2 separate regions of the Anser cygnoides genome follow, and region 2 is linked to region 1. Evidence: chromatin contacts called from public Hi-C data. All regions are on one chromosome and are shown on one strand. The core of a region is the stretch at or near the end of the contact, and the rest is flanking DNA. Distances in the headings are between cores, read along the strand shown.

The links. Hi-C and Micro-C count contacts between places; a contact is called where the count stands out from the background.
Region 2: a contact with region 1 is called in a Hi-C map of liver, with 9 times the contacts expected there. The contact joins the promoter of NR2F1 here to the promoter of ARB2A in region 1. A contact is called at or near these places in 2 of 7 Hi-C or Micro-C datasets (both in liver).

What each region holds. Positions count from the first base shown.
Region 1 is chrZ:2,139,036-2,141,667 of Taihu_goose_T2T_genome, forward strand. ARB2A (ARB2 cotranscriptional regulator A) reads left to right here and starts at 1,308. Exons shown (of 12, transcript XM_066988632.1): 1 at 1,308-1,448.
Region 2 is chrZ:2,431,597-2,434,228 of Taihu_goose_T2T_genome, forward strand. It overlaps NR2F1 (nuclear receptor subfamily 2 group F member 1), which reads right to left and starts at 1,306. Exons shown (of 4, transcript XM_066987740.1): 1 at 829-1,306; 2 at 497-826. The coding sequence starts at 943. It overlaps LOC136789000, which reads right to left. Exons shown (of 3, transcript XM_066988232.1): 2 at 2,309-2,414; 3 at 1,431-2,194. The coding sequence ends at 1,503.

The DNA of each region.
Region 1 (2,632 bases), core at 58-2,557:
CGCATCCTGGGGCACGTCAAGCACAGTACTGCTGGCTGGTTGATGGAAGTGATGTCCTGCTCTGCTCTGCACTGGTGTGGCCTCATCTCAAGTACTGTGTGCAGCTTTGGGTGCCACAATATATGATGGACATAAAAATATTAGAGAGTGTCCAAAAGAGGACCATGAAGATGGTGAAGGGTCTAGAGGGCAAGACGTGTGAGGAGTGGCTGAGGTCCCTGGGTTTGCTCAGCCCCGAGCAGAGCAGGCCGAGGGGAGGCCTCATGGCGGCCTGCAGCTCCCTCACGAGGGGAGCGGAGGGGCAGGCGCTGAGCTCTGCTCTCTGGGGACAGCGACAGGACCCGAAGGGATGGCATGGAGCTGGGGCAGGGGAGGGTCAGGCTGGGTGTTAGGGAAAGGTTCTGCACCCAGAGGTGGTCGGGCACTGGGACAGGCTGCCAAGGGCTGTGGTCACGGCACTGAGCCTAATGGAGTTTGAGATGCATTTGTACAATATTCTTAGACATAGGGTATGATTTTTGGGTGGTGGTGTGTGGAGCCAGGAGTTGAACTTGATGACCTTTGTGGTTCCCTTCCAACTTGTGATATTCTATTATTTTATGAGTCTACATTATAATGCCTTCTGCATGGAGAATGATTTCTCTTATTCCTTCTGTGGGTGTTGGAGTCATTGAGGCTTCCTGCTTTCCATCAGAATAAGAACAGAGCTGGAAGCAACCTGCATGACAAATGTTGTACCTTCTCCCACACAGACCTGGCCCAGTCCTAGCTCACAGTACTTTGCCTGGGTACTGGGGGCTAACAAGGGTGGAACCACCTACGTCGTGGTTATCCTTGGGACAGGAACAGCTCACAGCCTTCTGCTCTGGACATAACCATCGGAGGTAGCAGCCTCCACACACCATTTGCATAAATTTCAGCAATTTGACCAAACCTGGATAGCTTTTTGAACAGAGCAAGGAAAACACCCTGATGAAATGCAACTAGACACGGGTCCTCTGGCTGCACCTCAGTGAGCATGCCGGAGCTGCTCACGGAGTTCTGCAGCATTTCGGGGCAGACCGTGACGGATTTGTGAGGAGGACGCCTCAAGACACACCGCACAAATATTTTGGTGTACGTCATTTTATTGACCTCAATGTTTTGTTGCCTTATTGACTCCGAGTGTTTTGGTGTGTTTTTTTATTTCCAGTTGACCCCCATCGTTTTGTTGTTTCTACTTTATTGACCCGAACGCCCCGCCGCGCGCCTTGCCGCGTCACCGCCCGCTGCCAGCGCCAGGCCCGCCCCCGCGCCGCCGCCTCCCCGCCCTGCCGCCCCGCTTCCGGCTTCCCCGCCGCGCCCCCCTCCCGGGCGCTGACGTCACGGCGGCGGACCCCGGAAGCGGAGCGGAGCGGAGGGGGGGGGGGGGGAGGTGCCGGCCCCGCCCCGCCGTGTCCGGGCGGCAGGTACGTGCGGCGGGACGGCACCGCGCGGGGGCGGGGGCGGGGGGAGCTGGGTGGCTCGGCTCGGCTCGGCTCGGCTCGGCCTGGCCCGGCCCGGCCCGGCCCGGCTCCGCCGCCGGTGCCGCCCCACGGTCCGGGAGGCCGCGCCGCCGAGAGGGGGCCGTGCGGGCGGCGGAGGGGTGCGGGTGTCCGTCCGTCCATCACGTCTGTCCGTCTGTCTCTCTGTCTGTCCGTCCGTCCGGCCCCTCACACGCAGCCCGCCGGCCCCGCCATAACGGCCGGGCTGCCCCGGTCCCGGTGCGGGAGGAGTGGCACGGCCCCCGCGGAGGGGTCGGGGCTTCTCTTCGGTCCTTCCATTTCCTCATTTCTATTTTTATTTTGTTACTTTATTCGTTTTGCTCGCTCCTTTTGTTTTTATTATCTGCTGCGTTTTATTTGCTCATTTTATGCATTTGCTCATTTATTTGCTCATTTTATTTATCTTATTATTTGCTCATTTTATTTATCTTATTATTTGCTCATTTTATTATTTGCTTATTTTAATATTCATTGCACTTGCTCTTTTATTTACTCATCATTTTATTCACTTTATTTACTTATTCTTTTTATTTTAATTATCTGCGCATTTCATTCATTTTATTTGCTAATTCCATCTTAATTATTTTTTATTTTCTTTATTTTCTTTCACTGTTTAATTTACTTTATTTCCCCCAGCACACGCCATCGCCACAGCTCCTCACGTTCCCTTCACCTTATTTATTTTATTACTTTACCCACTTAGTCGCACCCCCCCCCCCAAGACGTGGTGCTCGCCGCGCATTGCCTGGCAGTCATGGTGTGAACACGGTGCCCCCTGAGCCGGGCAGAGTTTGGCTCTCCTCCGGTCGGAGCTCCTCTTTGGATGGCAGTTCCTCAAGGTACAGCAGCTGAGAAAGCTTCACGAAATCAGGGACGTTTCTGAGTTGCCCAGGCCTAAGCGCAGGGAGGTAACTTGTAAATGACGGCTGGGTTTTAGCTTGGCAGGTAGGCAACTCAGAATTTGTTCTGAACGACCAGTTGTTGCCCATCCGCCCTTCCTTTCAACAAACGCAGTGCCCTTTGGAGAACCGTTGGCTGCTTTCCTTTCCTCTGGTCCCGACAAACTGCTGCCTGCCTTCAGGACGGTTCTCCTTTATCTCTGCTGTGGC
Region 2 (2,632 bases), core at 56-2,555, 290 kb after region 1:
CACGCACGCAGACACGCGGAGAGGCAGACACGCGCGCGGAGACAGCGGCTAAACGATAAATATTTAGCGAGCGATCATAATAATAAATTCTCGGCACAATGAGCGGGGAAGGGAAGAGCGTGGCGGTGCCGGGGAAGGGGGTGGGGAAGAGCAGGAGGAGGGCAGGAGGCACAAACCAAAAAGCAAAAGAAAACACCACCATCCACCATCCACAATAACAACAAAACCTGGTGCAAAGCTGCCAGATGGAGTGCAGGCAGAGGGAGAGATTGACATGTGCATGTAAATATAGAGAGACCTAGATCGCCACGGAGAGCTGCAAATATATCCGTACACACACACAGACACACTCTGAGCGCGTGTGTATGCACGTCTCTGTGTGCACGCGTGTGCGCGGATGGGTGCGCACGCCACACGCTCACTCACACTCGCACACACTCGCACGACAGCCACGGGGGGAGAGGGAGCGGTAGTATAGTAGGGAAGAAATATTCACCTTCCCGCCTCATGCCCACTTTGAGGCACTTCTTGAGGCGGCAGTACTGGCACTGGTTGCGGTGGTGCTGGTCGATGGGACAGTTCCTGTTGGCACGGCATGTGTAAGTTAAGTTCCTGCGGACGCTCCTCTTGAAGAAACTTTTGCAGCCCTCGCAGGTGAACTGGCCGTAGTGCTTGCCGCTGGACTTGTCCCCGCACACCACGCACTCGATGTGCTGCTGGCTCTGCCCCGAGCCCTGCTGGCCCGGGCCCTTGTCCCCGGCCGTGCCCGGCGTGGAGGGGGGTCCCGGCTGGCTGGGGGTCTGCGGGGTGTGCGGGGCGGCCGAGCCCCTTGCTGCTGGGGGGGCTGCTCCCGAGCCGGCTGCGCTGCGGGGTTGGGGCCGCTCGGGGTGCCCCCGGCCACGTCTTCCTGCGGATCTCGCCAGCTGCTAACTACCATTGCCATATCTCGGGCCCAAAAAAGTGCTGGGGAGCGGCGCGGCTCGCTGCGGGCTGCCGGGGAGAGAGGCGGGGGGCGGGGGGGGGGGCGGGCGGCCGGGGGCCGGGGGGCGAGCGGGGAGCGAGGGGACCGTGCCTGCCGCCTGCCTCCGCCTCGGCTGCCGCTGCCCTGCTGCCGCCGCCGCTGCTGCCGCCGGCTGGAGCCGCTCCTGCCGTTTTCTTTATTTTATTTATTTTCCGCCGCCAGACCCCCTCCTCTCGCTCCTCGAGCCCTCGCTAATTTTTTTTTTTTTTTTAAGGAAAAAGAAAAAGGGAGGGGGAGGGGGGCGTCGGAGGATTTTTTTTCCTCTCTCCCTCTTTTCTCTTTTTCCCCCTCCTCTCCTTTTTTTTCTTTTTTTTTTTTTTTTCACTGTGCTGCCCCCCCCCTCTCAAAATGCCCCCGTCTCTCTGCTTCCCCCTCTCTCTCTCCCTCGCCTCTTCTCCTCTCCCTCCCCCCCCCCCCCCCCCCCTCCGCCACTTCAAGTTGCAAAATCAGAAACGGCAAACAAGGCTGTCGGGAGAGGCATTCAGGAGAGTAACACGCCGGACACGCACACGCAGGGCAGACACGCGCGCACACGCGCCCGGCACACGGCTCCCCACTCGCGCACACGCACACACGCACGGGCACAGGCACACGCGGTCCGGGCGCTACGAGCGCGGAGGATGTGCAGGCATAGAGGAAGCCGGAGCGCCGCCGAGGAGGAGGAGGAGGAGGTGGAGGAGGAGGAGGAGGAAGAGGAGGAGGAGGAGGAGGAGGAGGAGGAGGAGGAGGAGGAGGAGGAGGAGGAGGAGGAGGAGGAGGAGGAGGAGGAGGAGGAGGAGGAGGAGGAGGAGGAGAAGGAAGAGGAGGAGGTCGCCGCTCGCCGCTCGCCGCCGCCGGGGCCCGCGGAGGCTGCTCCCACCGCCGCTGCCGCTGCCGGTGCGGGCTCTCGGGGCGCCGCCGGGCTGGGGAGGAGGGAGGTTGAAGCGGAGGAAGGATCCGGCCTCCGGCGATCAGGGCATGGAGGTGTCCGGGGGCCAGGTCCAGGGCAGGGCGCCGTCAGCCATTCAGGGCGGCGGAGCCGGGGAGCGCGGCGGAGGCGGGCGGGGAGCTGAGGCAGTTTGATCCCGTGTCGGCGGCGGAGGAGGAGGAGGTGGAGGTTGCCGGTCGCTGCTCTTTCTCTCGAGCTCGCTCTGTCTCGCTTTCTGTGTCTCTGGAGCTCGCTTGCTTCTTCTTCTTTTAAAAAAAAAATACAAAAAAAAAAAAAAAAATCGGATGTGACTAAATTCGCAGAGGAGACGAATTCACGGCGAAGTGTAAAAATAGAGAATGGGAATAATAATGACACACGCAGGAAAAAGAGAGATCCAAAGTAGGTCGAATAAATAAATCCTCTTCTTTTCCTCTTTCTTGCCCCTTCCTTCTTCTTCTTCTTCTCCTGTGAGAACACACGATGCTGGTTGCAGGGAAGGAAAAAAAAAAAAAAAAAAAAGATCGTGAAATCGCCCCCAAAAATGTTCCTTTTTTTTTTGTTTGTTTGTTTGTTTGCCTAAAAAAAGTATTTCGGGTAAAAACTCATCAGCCAGAAGCAGAGCCCTCCCCCAAAATAAAAAAAAAAAATAGGCAAGAACGGTCAAAATAATAACGGTATTAAGATGTGAACGCGTTCTCTCT